2 separate regions of the Mus musculus genome follow, and region 2 is linked to region 1. A link is a contact called in public promoter capture Hi-C data. All regions are on one chromosome and are shown on one strand. Each heading gives the region's core, a stretch centred on a gene start, on an enhancer-like site or on the middle of the called end of the contact. The rest is flanking DNA. Distances are from core to core; before and after follow the strand shown. Region 1 holds the start of Usp28 (ubiquitin specific peptidase 28). Region 2 holds the start of Idh3a (isocitrate dehydrogenase 3 (NAD+) alpha).

Evidence for each region. Promoter capture Hi-C pulls out the DNA fragments that hold promoters and counts their contacts.
Region 2: a contact with region 1 is called in a promoter capture Hi-C map of pre-B cells. The contact joins the promoter of Idh3a here to the promoter of Usp28 in region 1. A contact is called at or near these places in 1 of 39 promoter capture datasets (pre-B cells) and 1 of 484 Hi-C or Micro-C datasets (CD4 T cells).

Annotation. Positions count from the first base shown.
Region 1 is chr9:48,982,774-48,989,861 of GRCm38.p6, reverse strand. Usp28 (ubiquitin specific peptidase 28) reads right to left here and starts at 4,477. Exons shown (of 25, transcript NM_001359739.1): 1 at 4,325-4,477. The coding sequence starts at 4,381. It overlaps Gm51673 (a long non-coding RNA gene), which reads left to right and starts at 4,733. Exons shown (of 3, transcript XR_003948157.1): 1 at 4,733-5,034; 2 at 5,358-5,446.
Region 2 is chr9:54,582,889-54,590,680 of GRCm38.p6, reverse strand. Idh3a (isocitrate dehydrogenase 3 (NAD+) alpha) reads right to left here and starts at 4,170. Exons shown (of 11, transcript NM_029573.2): 1 at 4,138-4,170; 2 at 761-823. The coding sequence starts at 4,164.

The DNA.
Region 1 (7,088 bases), core at 3,228-5,727:
CAAAATAAACATACTCACTTTGACTCAAGCATGGGGGCACACTCCTGGGCAGCACTTGGGAGGCAGGTACAAGCAGATCTCTGTGAGTTCAAGGCTTTTCTGGCTTACATAGTAAGTTCCAGGCCAGTCAGGGCTACTTTATGAGAATACCTCAAACAAAAGCCTCAGGGCTGGTGAGATGGCTCAGTGGGTAAGAGCACCCGACTGCTCTTCCGAAGGTCCAGAGTTCAAATCCCAGCAACCACATGGTGGCTCACACCATCCGAAACGAGATCTGACTCCCTCTTCTGGAGTGTCTGAAGACAGCTACAATGTACTTACATATAATAAATAAATACATCTTTAAAAAAAAACAAAACAAAACAAAAGCCTCAGTTTGAAGTAAATCTGCCCTGACAGAAAGCGTCCTGTTGCTGGAAAGTAAAGACACACAAGAAAATCCCAGCACTCAAGAAACTGAGTGAGGCAGGAGAACTGTTCCAAGCTCAAGGCTGGCCTGGTCTGTACAGAAAGACCCTATCTGAGAAAGAGGCGGATGCACTGCTGTTCTACAGAGCTAGTTCTAGGAAGCTCAAGGCTACACACACACACACACACACACACACACACACACACACACACATACACACACACACACACACACAAACCCTGCCTCAAAAAGAAAAGCAAACAAAACAAAAGGCTGGGTATGGTGGCACATACCTTTAAACCCAGTGGGAGAAGACAGGGATCTCAGAGAATATGATGCCAGCCTAGTCTATTACAAGGTTCAAGGGCAGCAAGAGGTATACAGTGAGACCCCAGGCCTCTCTCAAAAAAGAAAAGGGCTGGGAGGACAGGCATGGTGGCACAGTTAAGAGAGCAGTAATTCAGAAGAGTCTGCTGCAGAGTCTGAGCACCTGACAAGTTCACACAGCCTGAGCTACATAAAAACCTGTCATCTCCACAAAATGGAAGTGAGGGCCGGAGAGAGAGGCGGCTTGGCAGTTAAGAGCACTTGCAGATGAGGAGCTGGGTTTAGATCGTAACACCTACAACACCAAGAGCTCACAGGTGTAGGTGAGCTATACCCAGGTTCTAGATCTAATGACCTCTCCAGGAACAGCGCGCACGCACACAGGCACTGTGCCCATAAACACATGAAGGCACACACACAAATAAAAGTAAACAAATAAATTTAAAGGGGAGTGTGAGATGGCTTATCACTATAAAAGCACTTGCCCCACAAGCATAAGGACCTGAGTTCGATTCCCAAGAACCCACATAAAAGCCGGACACACAACAGCAATGTCATCCAAGCACTCCTGCTACAGAGGGGTGGGAGGCAGAGAATCCCTAGAAGGGCCAGGGCCAGCTAGCCTGCCACATGCAGGGGACAGTGTCTCTAACAAGGTGGAAAGTGATGTCTAACAAGCCAAGGCTGTGCCTAACACTAAAGGGCTGAGAGGAGGAACCTGGGTAGGAGGACCAAGTTTGTAATCCCAGCACTCAGGAGCGCAGCCTGGGTTACAGGGAGACCATGTGTCTCTGTGTGTGTGTGTGTATGTGTGTGTGTGTGTGTGTGTGTGTTAGTTATTACTTGTAGTGTTGGCATTATTTTAAATGTCTTTGATTATAATAAGGTACTGTAGCCCAAGCCTATATACAGCAGTTAGAAAACAGACACAGGAGCCTCAAGGGTCAAGGTCATCCTCCCCTACAAAGTTGAAGGTCAGTCTGGGCTACAAGAAAACCTGTCTCAAAAACACCTACACAAAAAGTCATTTTGATGAAACAGAATGCACCGGGCCACCTGATAAGAGATTATCTGTTTACGAGCTCAAAATACAGCACTCTCTGTGTGCACAATAACTGTGGCTCAAAGAGCAGGAGAGTTGGGGAGCCAGATTACAACTTTCTAACACTCAAAAAAAAAAAAAAAAAAAAATTCACAACCTGACAGGAGTTAAGTACACCTGGGAGACTAAGGCAGGATGACTAACTCCCAAGTTCCAGGCCAGCCTTGGTCTCAAAAACCAAACCAAACCAAAAACCACAAAGATACCTCGAAGGAAAATCAGAACCAACCGAAACAGCCAGCACAACAAAGCTCAGTGAGGAAGCAGCACTTGCCTAGAATGCAGAGGCCCTGGGTTCCAAGTGGGAGAGCGGGGGAGGGGATTGTGTGTCCTGAATCCTCCCCCAACGAGTCAAGGGCATCAGGTTCCTAAGAAGCAAACTGACTTCAAGCTGTTTCTCCTACTCCAACAGAAAACTTCCCAGCAGGTTTTTACCTAAGGTGAGAACTGATTAAAACACAGGAAGGTGTCCTTAACTCACCAGTCTGGGGGATTCAAAGATAACCAAGTGTCGGCTCGGGTTCCAGAGCCCTCACTGAAATCCTGGAGAGCCTATACATAGTTTTGTCTGTCCTTTGTACAAATGACCAACTGGGGAAGGGAAAACGTGGCAAGTTTTAAATAGCTCCTGAGTGTCGGGGGAGGATAGCTCCTCTCAACTATATTAAACATCTTTTAAGGGAAAGGAGAAAGCCTTGTGAAGTCAAAAGAAAGAATCCGTCCTACACGGAGCTTATCAAGAGGAAGAAGTTATTAATACTCTCATGAAATGTCAAAGTTATGCAGCACCCACACCTTCAAGGTAACCCATGCCTCAAGCATTTTATCCTGACCTGAGAAAAAAGGGCAACGGGCTATCAAGCCTTCAAAGCTTATCATCTGTCAGCCTGGGGCAAAATCTCTGGGAATACTAACCAGTAAATGTCATCACTCCGCAGGTCGCCCGCCCAGAATCAGGCTACTGCAGCTAGCCACAGCCTGGGAGTGCCAAACCTTCCCAAAATAGCTCTGACTTTATACACAATGCTCAAACACCTTACATGCAAACCCTCAAATAGAGAGTGCTCAACTACCGGTCACTCCTCAGCAGCCTGTGACAGAGGTAAATGAAAATACCACTGATCGAAAGGCATGTGGTCTTAAATGACGGGCCCAGAACAAATTTAAATATGACTTGCTCTCCCTCAAAATAGTATCAATATGACTGTCTCAAAACCAAATCTCACCACCTGTTTATAAGTCACTGTCCCCAACACAAGTAGACTTGTGGGGAGGAAAACAGAGAAAAATACAGACCCAATGTCCAAAAGACACTGTTGAGTAATAAACAATTTTTATCTGATCGCCAAAAAAAAAAAAAAAAAAAAATCCACCTACTTTCATTTTACAGGCCAAGACTTAGAGATATCTTTTTCTACATGAATTTTAAAGAGCCTGCTATGTTTTAAACTTGTAGTCTGGGGGTGTAGTGCTTGATTATCTCATGCGATAGGCCCTAGGCTTGATCCTCAGCACCTCAAATTATTAAAATTTAACTATAGAAGACATTAATTATAGAATTTAATTATAGAGTTTTTCTTAGCAGTATCTCAAATTTTTATTCTAAATATTTTATAAATTTTCTCGACTGCAAACTCGGTATTTGAATCCTTGGTATAGGTTTTCCATTTTGTCATTTAAAAAGTGCAGTTCTTGAGGGACGAGGATGTTGTGTTACGTTATAACATTCCAAAGTAAAACTGGATGACAGTCTCAAATTGCCCACTTCCCAAGTTTCTTTAAAAGACATTATGAGCCTTTTGATTTTTTTTCCAAATCAGTGTTACTAAAGGCCCACCATCTAAGCCCTAAGAGCCTTGTAATATTTTTCAACCTTTTTATATTACTAGGAACATAGTAAAGTGCCTTCTATTCATTGTGCTTTTCTCTCCCCTCCTTCAAAACCTACAGTGATCAATGAGATAATTCGGGAAGCTGATTTGTTTCCGAGGGAAAAAAAGAACTGAATGAAAAGCGGGGCGGGAAAAGGGAGGAGTGGGGCTCCGGGTCTTTTTTGCACTTTGTTGATAAACGCCGGCTTTAAGTGAGATAACTTAAGTCTGCGTTAGCCTCAGAGAAGCCACTGCCATAAAACTGATTTGAGAGTCAGAACAAGGCACCGTGGCCGTGCTTTTGGGAAGTTTTTAGCTGCTGGGTCGGGCCCGGTGCACACTTCGGGGTGACCTCGCTGCCTACGATCTCACGTGCAACCCCTCCCGTTAGGGTCCCTAGCACCGGGTCCCACAATCCCGCTCGGAACCTTAGCTGGCTTATACACCCAGGCAACCTCACACAGGCTCGCGGACCCAGCCTCGCAAAGTCCCGGGAAGACCGGGTTGCTCTCGCCCTAGCCCGCAGGCCCCGGCCTCTGTCGGCCCTCGCCCGCTTGGCCCGCCGCGCCCCTCTCAGCCGGAACCCGGGCCCCGCTACCCTCACCCGCCGCTCACCGAGCCATGGCCGTCCGCCGCCCCCGCCGAGTCGTCCTGCTGCAGCTCCGCAGTCATGGCCGTGGTGTCCCTCCGCGTGTAGCCCCACTCTCGTTGTCGTCTTCGCCGCGGTCGCCACCGCCACCACCACCGCCCCCGAAGCCCGGGAGCACCGGGAGGCACCGCCCACACGTCCCGCCCCCGCCCGCGGCGCGCGATGGAAGCCCCGCCCACGCCAGCCCGCTCCCAACACTCCCCACCCACAGCACGCGGCAGAGGCTCCTCCCACGGCGTTCGCTGGATGCCCCACCCCCGCCAGCCGACTCCCACCCATCTTGCGGCTTGCGCCGGAGACCCCGCCTACATGCCCCACCCACACAGCCGAGGTTCCCTCTCCCAAGGCTCCGCCCACGCCAATTTAGAGCCCCGGTGGCCCCGCCCATACACTCTGCTCACGCCCGCAGCGTGCGCCAGAGGCGTCACCCACGCGCCCGCCCCTGGTTTGCGTGAGCCGGAGGCGGGGCGTCTTCGCGTGCTCTGGCCCACGTGACCGCAGCCGGGCACAAACTAAGGGGTCAGCGTCGCCTCGCCAGCTGTTGCTATTTCCGCCTTAGGTGCCCAGGAAGTGGGCGGTGAGGCCTCTGGGTTTCCAAGACTCCTTTTTTACTCCATCCCGCGCTTGCTGAGCCTTGCATCTGCGTCCAGCCTGCCCCCAGCTCCCCATAAGCTTGGTAAGGCTGCTGGGTTCCTTCTGCTGACAGATTTTCCCACCAGACCTCTTAGCCATTTCCTAATCTGGGGACGCGAAGAGAAACGTAGACTGACTCGAGTGGTTTGTATAAAGACAACTGAATGGCCAGGACCTTCACAGAGCTCAGCATCGTGTCTTAATCCTGAACAGTTGCCCCATGTTCCAAATTCCCGTTTTCAGGCCATGTGTGTAATAAGCTGTGTTGACTCTAGCTCATGCACTAAGCCACCTACCACCCCTTTTAATGTTTGGGAAGAGGGTTCTTATTGTTGGTGATATTGGTTTGGGTTTTTTTTGAAACAGGATGTCACGTGGATTGGACTTGCCTCAGACTGTGTAGCCGTGGTTGGCCTTAAATTCTTGGTCCTCTGCCTCCACCTGGTCAAATGATGGTAAGTCTTTACTGCCATGTTAAACTTAACACTTTGAGATGATCTCATTAAGTTCCCCAGGCTGGCTTTGAACTTTCTATACTTCTGCCTTAGTCTCCTATGTGGAATAAATTTGGGACCTGTGTCTATCAGGTCCATCCTTGTCAGGATTCTCTGAAGACAGAACCATTAGACTTGATAAAATTAGAATGGGAGGGCCCTGGAGAGATGCCTCAGTAGTTAAGAGCATTAAAAAGCACTGGCTGCTCTTCCAGAGGTCCTGTGTGTGGGAAGCCACATGTGCCGTTGCAGGGTGGCGCTGGCCACCACGCATAAGTTTGGGTAAACAACCAATGTGTACATATGCAGTAAAGTTTTTCACCAAGTCACTGCCTCGCCCGGGCATGATAATGAGGCTCCATGAGATACTGAGAGAATAACCAATCAGATGGGGGGCATGCAAATGAGGTATGATAATGAGGCTCAGTGAGGTACTGAGAGAGAATAGCCAATCAGATGAGGAACATGCAAATGAGGTGGAAAGCATAACCAATCTGGGTGTGAGACACGCCTCTCCTAGGCCTATATAAGCAGCAACAGTTCTGGGTGTGGGGGTCTTTTTGCCTCTGCAATCAAGCTCTCCCAATAAACGTGTGCAGAAGGATCCTGTTGTGGTATCTGCTTTGCTGGCGAGTCGGGCACTCACAAGAGTCCTGAGTTGAATTCCCAGCAACCACATGGTGGCTCACAACCATCTACCGTCTATTACCCTCTTCTGGTATTCAGTTGTACATGCAGATAGAGCACTCCTATACATAAAGTTTTAAAAAGTAATAGAAAATTATAGAGAGACTGATTAAGTTATTACTGATTATACAATCAAAGGCAGGTGTGTCCAGTGTCTGTACACACAGGAGAGCCAAATCACAGAACAAAAGAAGTCAGTACAAGAAACTTGAATTCCTAAGCCTCGCCAGTAGTAAACCGTTTATGTGGGTGCTGAGACTCAAACTCGGGGCCTCAACAAGGGCAGTGTATGCCTTTAACCACTGAGCGGTCTCTCTAGCCCCATTTTCTTTCTTTTTTTTTTTTAAATTTTTATTTGGTATCTTCCTCATTTACATTTCCAATGCTATCCCAAAAGTCCCCCATACCCACCCACCCCCACTCCCCTACCCACCCACTCCCTCTTTTGGGCCCTGGCGTTCCCCTGTACTGGGGCATATAAAGTTTGCAAGTCCAATGGGCCTCTCTTTCCAGTGATGGCCGACTAGGCCATCTTTTGATACATACGCAGCTAGAGACAAGAGCTCCGGGGTACTGGTTAGTTCATATTGTTGTTCCACCTATAGGGTTGCATTTCCCTTTAGCTCCTTGGGTACTTTCTCTAGCTCCTCCATTGGGGGCCCTGTGATCCATCCAATAGCTGACTGTGAGCATCCACTTCTGTGTTTGCTAGGCTCCGGCATAGTCTCACAAGAGACAGCTATATCTGGGTCCTTTCAGCAAAATCTTGCTAGTGTATGCAATGGTGTCAGCGTTTGGAAGCTGATTATGGGATGGATCCCAGGATATGGCAATCACTAGATGGGCCATCCTTTCATCACAGCTCCAAATTTTGTCTCTGTAACTCCTTCCATGGGTGTTTTGTTCCCAATTCTAA
Region 2 (7,792 bases), core at 2,921-5,420, 5.6 Mb before region 1:
GACAGCAAATAGAGGGAGAAATATACTATAGTCTCTTCAATTCCTCATGGCATAAAACATCATGTGGGAGTATAGGAATGAAGGAATTATAAAATCCAAATCAGATTCTATAAAAGGGGATACAAAAATAAATAGGAAGTCACTGACACACAGTCTTGGAATGCTCCAAAAATGTGACATCAGCTTTTCAAGCACAGGACTCTATAGCCAGGAGGTTCCCAAAGCAGCAGATTTAGCGAGCACGAGGTGATCTGCTAAAGTGGGGTCTGCAGGCTGCACAAGGAAAGTGTAAGCCTGCAGGGCCCACAGAAGCACAAGGTGTTCATAGCTGGTGACCAATCTACGGTTCTTAGGGAAGCTCAGAAAACAAAAATGCAGAGCAGGGTTTTGAAGCTTCTCAACAATTTTCTTTCAATTTGTACTTGTTTTTGAAAAAATAAAACCCCTAAGTGTCTTAAGACAGTAACGAGATTATAAAATAAGGTAACAGGCTCCGGGTAACTTCTATTTTTAATCATGGCTCCTTGAAGATATTAATGGGACAAGCTTACATAGCCAGATGTAACAGACTCCTTTTAAATAGGAAAATGATAAGAGATTTGTGTATTTGTCTGCCAATAATTTTAGTATACATTAGACGTGTGGCCAATTCCCTTTAGTTTTAAGTAAATGAAGAAGGAATGCTAAGTAATAAATGTATTTGAGCATCTTTCTTGAGAAACTTCTAAAAGGAAAAAATAAAAGATGTAATTATACTCACACCACCAGCAAAACCTCTTGTCACCTGTTTTGTGTTGTGGAATGCACCCAGCAGCCGAGAGACCTACATTAATATCAACAGAGAAATGTTACACACAGAACTCACAGCTCAATACTTGAGTCATTTCTGATAGTTTTGCTTGGGGGAGTTGGAAAAACTGGAGGGTTTTTTGGTTTTGTTTTTAACTTGGAGAAGTTCCAGGAATACTGTCTCAAATATTATTAGCTCAATTGGCTGACCTGCTCAGACTTGAAACCCTAGACTGATATTCTGTGTTTTTTCTGTCTTTGGCTGTTTGTGTGGGCACGTGTGGTAATTAGTATGTGCATGCATGTGAAAGTCAGAAGTCCACACCAGGTGTCCTCCTCTCTTAGTTTTTGAGACAGGGGAGCTCACCAACTTAAGAAGATGTGGCCAGGGAGCTCCAAGGAGCCTCCTGCCTCAGCCTCATTAATGCTGGAATTACAGGCATGTGCCACCACCCAATTTTTTGCAGGTGCAGGAAATGTGAATTCAGGGCATCACACTTGTAGGACAAGCACTTTACAGACTGAGCCAATTCCCCAATCTCAGCACTAAAGATTTTGAAATCTTTTGATATTTTTGAAATTGAGTTTATATATGGAAGATCTGTGAACAGAGTCTATGCTTTTTGTTTTGGGGTAACAAAACGGGGAGTGCAAGTGAGCTTATAAACCAATGCATGGTTTCTCAAGTTCCAGGGAAGCCAGTGTACATACTGAACAGAGGAGAGCCTGGTGTGGTAGTATAGCAGGGAATTCTCTGAGTTCTAGGCCAGCCAAGGCTACACAGGGAAACCGTCTTAAAAAACAAAAAAAACCAAAACAAAACCTCAAGCCTGCTGTACTGGTCTTCAGAGTGAGTTTAAGGTCAACCTGGGTAATGTATTGAGATTAGATCTTACAATTAAAAACGGAGGGAAAGAAAGGTGCTGAGGAGGTAGCTCAGTGGTAGAGTACCCCTGTCACCAGGCTTAAGGCCCAGCACTACAATAGTAATTAAGCATCCCAAGACATGCAAGCCATTTATGATTTGTCTGCTACTGTGTCTACAGTGCCTGGTACAAGCCAGGCCATCCTCAATCCTGCCTGTAGCTGAGGGTTCCCATCCCAGCTTCCATGCCTGCAATGGCTGTCTTCTAACAGCTGGGATTTCCCACATTTTCATCTCTCCTCTATGTTCTTGGACTGAAATAATGCACTGACAAAGTCCATCCAGAGAGAAGTTCACATGACACACTGTCTTTCACCTTATACTATACTTGTGAATCATTTTACTCCTGTAATTCCCAAGGAGACGCGTTTTCAGGCAAGAGGACCTAGCCTTACCTTCCCGACCTTGATTTCAGGCCCTGGATCACCTTAACCCTGTGGCTCCTCGCTTCCTTTTTACCTTCATATTCCAACCCAAACCAAGAGATACTGTGTAGGAAGTAAGCCAGGCTCATCATTGTCTTTGGAGCCTTGAAAACCTCTAAAACCTTCACTTTCTCACTGGGAAAGCACCTATGATCTGCAAATGACCCTTTTTAAAAAAAAAAAGAAAAAGAAACAAATAAAACTTTAACGGACACTGGGTGTGGTGGCTCATAACTCTAATTCCAGAACTTGGAAGGTGGTGGAAGTAGGAAGATCAGGTCAGCCTTACCTATAGCGTCAGCTAGACTAGTGGAGACACTGTCTTCAAACAAAACAAAGCCCTGCCTGAAAGGAAGCCCAGTACTATAAAAATCCAAATACCATTTGGTACTTCAGCACGAGTTAACCTCGGGAGCCCCTTCTTAAGCCCTAATCCCTTGAGAGAGACTGAACCAAAGCCTGGGCCACTCTGCCAAAGGTCACACAGGCAATCAAGTCCCAGGGGAGCATCTTCTGACCCTATGGCCAATAAGTTCTGAACTCTTGTGGATTTCTTACAGGGCTAAAGGAAAAAGCAATTTTCCAGGACGCTCTTTACTACTTAGCCTTATTTAGTCCCCCAAGGCTGACTACACCTAGCAACATGAATCAGGTAGAGTGTGTAAGCCCAGACATTAAAGGACTGACTTGTTGCTACACCTTTAAAACCAAATGTGACCTAACAGCATCTCAAGCAAAAGTGGGTCTGAACATAGTGACAACGTAGATTCTAGTCACCAAACAAAAAAGCCTAGTTACTGATGTCCCAGAATCACTGTCTGCTTGATCACTGCCAAGACAGATACATCGATAGCTAGGAAAGCTTCAGGCTTTCATGTCCTTCTACATGGAATAGGTGCTTTCATGCAGAAATACCTGTGACACAAGCACATGTATCTTACAGGTGGGTTCGCAGATGTTAAATAGTTTGCAGAGGATACACAATTGGCCAATGGCTTTGTCAGGATTTAAAATTAAGAACCCCTAAATTGAATTATTAATAAACAATAGTGCATCTCCAAACCTCTCTTTAAAGGAGAAGGGCAATACAAATTTCATTTAAAAATCTGCATTGCTTATAGCAGACTTCTAGAGAGCCACCCACGACGGCATCAGATGACCTACGGCCTGGTCAGTACTATATCCATAATTAGCTAAGTGACCTTGGCCACCGGAGAGACAGAAAATCAAAATACCTCGGGTTTCTCTCAAAGATGACAATGACCTCCTGTATGACCTTGAGCAAATTTGTCTTCGAGGGCAGGTCAGCTCCACCAGGAAACGAAAAGACTGCATATGTAACCTGAAGCGCCTTCCAGCTCTAGTACCTGAACTATCAGGGAGAACTAGAGAGTCCCAGATCGCTGGGTCCCAACAACTGAAGGTGAAAGGACGATGATGCGATCTCCCTGAACGTTCAGAGTATAACTCCAAGGAGCACGATGCCCTGCGTCCTCTGAAGGAGGAATACCTACCAGGGCACCAGGCATCAGACTAGGAAGAGTTCCAAGAGAGAGAAAAATCTGGCTGGCCTAACGGCCCGGGATTCCCTCACCTCGAAAACCCTCTTGCGCCCAGCGTTTACCCGGTCAAAGGCTGAGGGATCAGGGAGGGGCGACCTGGGCATGCTGCCCGGAGACCCGCAGGTGACAGGGCCGCGGGGCCTAGGTGGCCTGTCTGTGACCCTCAAGGGCTCCGGGGGAGGCCTGTGCACCTATCCTGGAGGACACTGGTGGGGACACCCGGAGCAGTACTGGCCGCCTTGACCTTGACGCCGTCCCCGCCCGGCGCGGCTGTCCCGGCTCAGGGCTAGCCACGCACGGCGTGCCGGCCACATTCCCCGAAACACTGCCCGCGGGCCATGAGCCGCCTCCGCGCGCTCGCCTCCGCCATCCATCAGGCGGGATCACAGCCTACTCTCCCTGCTCGCCCTCGAGCTTGCTGCCCTGTAGCGCTCACCTTGGACACCCACGCGGACCCGGCCATCGCGTCCACTTCCCTCACCGCGGCGACAGCGGCAACACCAGGGCGCATGCGCATAGCCCTCTTCCCAAGCCCGCCCCTCACGGCCCCGCCCCGAGGCTCCGTGTGGCCCCGCCCCTAGCTCGGGTCTCTCGATCGCTCACCGCCCCGCTCCGGACCCCGCTGCACAGCTGCCGCTAGCTGACCAATCACCGCCTTCATCTTTTGATGACGCGCGGAGCGGGCCCAGCTGCGACCCGGAAGCCTCCTCCCCTTCCTCCCGCTTCATTCATTGAAAAGCTGTTTGGATGAGTTTTTTGTTTCCGACCTATTAGGGGACCAATCAGCCTTCTTTATTTGGGGGATTGTGCGCCCCTTAAAACTTTGCGGTCCCACTGGGACAAATATCTTGCTTATTTTCAAACATTGTTTTGTTTTGTTTCATTTCTTAAGACAGTATCATGGAGCTTCAAACTGATTATGTAGCTGAGGCTGGGTTTGAACCCCGGACTGCCAGGGGTTCCTCTTTTCTTGCCTCTATCTCCCAGGTACAGGGACTGTAGGCATGCACCACCTCGCCTAACTTGATTCTTACATTTTTTTTTAAATTTTCATTTTTTTGTTTTGTTTTTTGAGACAGGGTTCTTCTGCATAGCCTCAGCTACCCTGAAACTCACTCGCTAGACCAGGCTGGCCTCAAACCTACAGAGATCTGGCCTCTGCCTCCCGAGTTCTGGGATTAAAGGCGTGTTCCACCATCATCTGGCTAATTTTTATTTTTTTTTAATAGCTTTACTGAATAAAAAGCATTTATTAGTCTGCAGAGGACCCGGATTCAGTTCCCAGCACCCTCATGATGGCTCACAAATGTCTGTAACTCCAGATGTAGAGGATCCAGTACCTTCTTCAGGCCTCACAGGGCACCAGATACCAATATGGCACAGGCACCTACATGCAGACAAAACACTCATATACATAAAATAGACAAATCTTTTAAAAAGTACTTGATGTAAATGTACAATCTGAAGTTTTTAGCAAATGTAAGTGTTTTCATAAAATAAATTCAGAAAACACAGCTCTTGGGCTGGGGAGATGGCCCAGTGGGTTAGGTGCTTGTTTCAAAAGCATGAGGACCTGAATTCAATACCCAGTACCCATGTAAAGAGTCAGGAAAGAGTGAGCATCTATAACCCCAGCAATGAAAATCCAGAGCTAGGTGAATCCTGCTGCCATTGCCAGACAGCCTAGCTGATATGATGAGCCCCAGGTTGTTTAGTGAGTGGGAGACCTGTCTCAAAAGCTAAGGTAAGGATACCTACCATGAAGCCATGAAGCACTCAAGCACTCAAGCGCTCTCTCTCTCTCTCCCTCCCTCTCTCTCTCTCTCTCTCTCTCTCTCTCTCTCTCTCTCTCTCTCTCTCCCCCCCACACACACACACCACACTCACATTCTCCATTTACACACTATAACTCTTACTTCAAAAAGAGTAAGAGGGGGTTTAGTCTGACCAAATATAAGTAACTAAGGCCAGGAAACACAGGTTTAGATTACCCCAGTTTCTATGTTTCAACGTGGTAAACAAAAACAAAAACCATGTTGAGGACAAATCAGAGTTTGCAGACTGGCAGTGATGGCCCATGCCTTTAATCCTATCTCTCAGGAGGCAGAGGCAGTTGGATCTGAGTTAGAGACCAACCTGGCCTACAAAGCTAGTTTCAGGACAGCCAGGGCTACACAAAGAAACTTTGTTGCAGGATATTTGATCACACTGTGAACTCTAAGACTGTGTTGTTTACTTGGAAAACCATTTTCTAGTTGTGGTGTGGCTCAGCCTTAGCACACACCATTAATCCCTCAAGCTGGAATACAGAAATGACTTATTACTTCCTTTAATTCCAAATAATGAATGAAGATGAAGTTAGTTTGCAGAAGGAAACACCCATGATTGAAAGTGATGTCTGGGGCTGGTGAGATGGCTCAGTGGGTAAGAGCACCCGACTGCTCTTCCGAAGGTCCAGAGTTCAAATCCCAGCAACCACATGGTGGCTCACAACCATCCCCAACAAGATCTGACTCCCTCTTCTGGTGTGTCTGAAGACAGCTTCAGTGTACTTACATATAATAATAAATAAATCTTTAAAAAAAAAAAAGAAAGTGATGTCTACTGAGTGGCAAAGTGCTGAGTCAGAGAAAGATTTGACAGAATAGGATCTCCCCAACTCTCACGAGAATACGAGAATAGAGAGGAAAGGGAAGCTATGGGGGTGCAGGGGACAGTGCAGAGGGAGAGAGGAGACAGTTTTACCCAGAAAGTTTTGTAGAGACAGGTTGAGAAGAGTAGAAGATAGACACAGGCAGAGATAGAACAAGCCAGAAAATGAGAAGGAGCCAGAAGATTAGAACAGATTGCTAGAGTTAGTTTGAAGTAAAGCAGAGCAATTCAGGAGAATCAGAGAGAAGCCATACTGAGTCAGTTAGCATGGAGAGTTTTGAGCTAGAACAGCTGAGTTGAATCAGCCAGCCAGAGATCAGAAAAAAACTAGAAAGAGTGATCTTATTCAGCAGTAAGTCTCAGAGGCTGAAAACATTCTAGGCCCAGATTAGATTGTATGAAGGATAGAAGCTTCCAGGACTAGGCCTGGGTTATCAGACTGAGGCACTAAGCCTTAGAGATGACAGTTAAACGTTACTTTTACAAAACCCAAACAACAACAATACACTGGCTGTGAGACAGTGAAACTCACCAGATAAGGGAAGAGTTGGTCTCAGTCTTATCAGGCACTGACTGGCACCCACAAAGCAGTCCCTGGGACAAAGGACTAAACTGAGTAAGAACAGCTTCTGGAAAATGGAGAGATGCCTCAGCAGTTAAGAGCTCAAGAGCACTTTTGAGTCTTCCAGACTATTGACATTTATTCTCAGCACCCAACGCAGGAGGCTCACAACCACCTGTAACTCTAGATCCAGGGAGTTATACACTCTACTGATCTCCTTAGGCACCAACATACATGTAGCATATGCTCACAAAGACACAAACACATAAATAAAAAAATAATTATTTTCTTTTCTTTCTTTCTTTCTTTCTTTCTTTTTTTTTTTTTTTTTTTTTTTACAAGAAAAGCGTATAAGAGAGCATATCCAGGAAGGCCACCCCCCTCGCCCCCATAGACATATGTAACTAGGAGGTGGTGACCACAGGTACACCTTGGTAGCCATGCCTGCTGACAATCAGAATGTCCTCCTGTGATTAAGCACCCTTGGATCAGCAGTTCTGTTTTTCTACTTTATCAGAAATTGAAGGCACAGGACATTTGCCTTCACATGTACACTAAGATAGGGTTTGCATTCTTAAGAGATGATGTGACACCATTAGAATGCCATTTACGTCATGGGTTTGACATCATGGAAAGGGATATACAAAAAGAAAGATCCTGCTCATGATTTGAGATGGAAAGGTATTTGTGATGGTTTGTACATTCTTGGCCCAGAGAGCACTATTAGGACATGTGGCCTTGTTGGAGTAGGTTTGTCACTGTGGACATTGGCTTAAGACCCTCACCATAGCTGCCTGGAAGTCAGTATTCTGCTAGCAGCCTTCAGATGAAGATGTAGAACTCTCAGCTCCTCCTGCACCGTGTTTGCCTAGACACT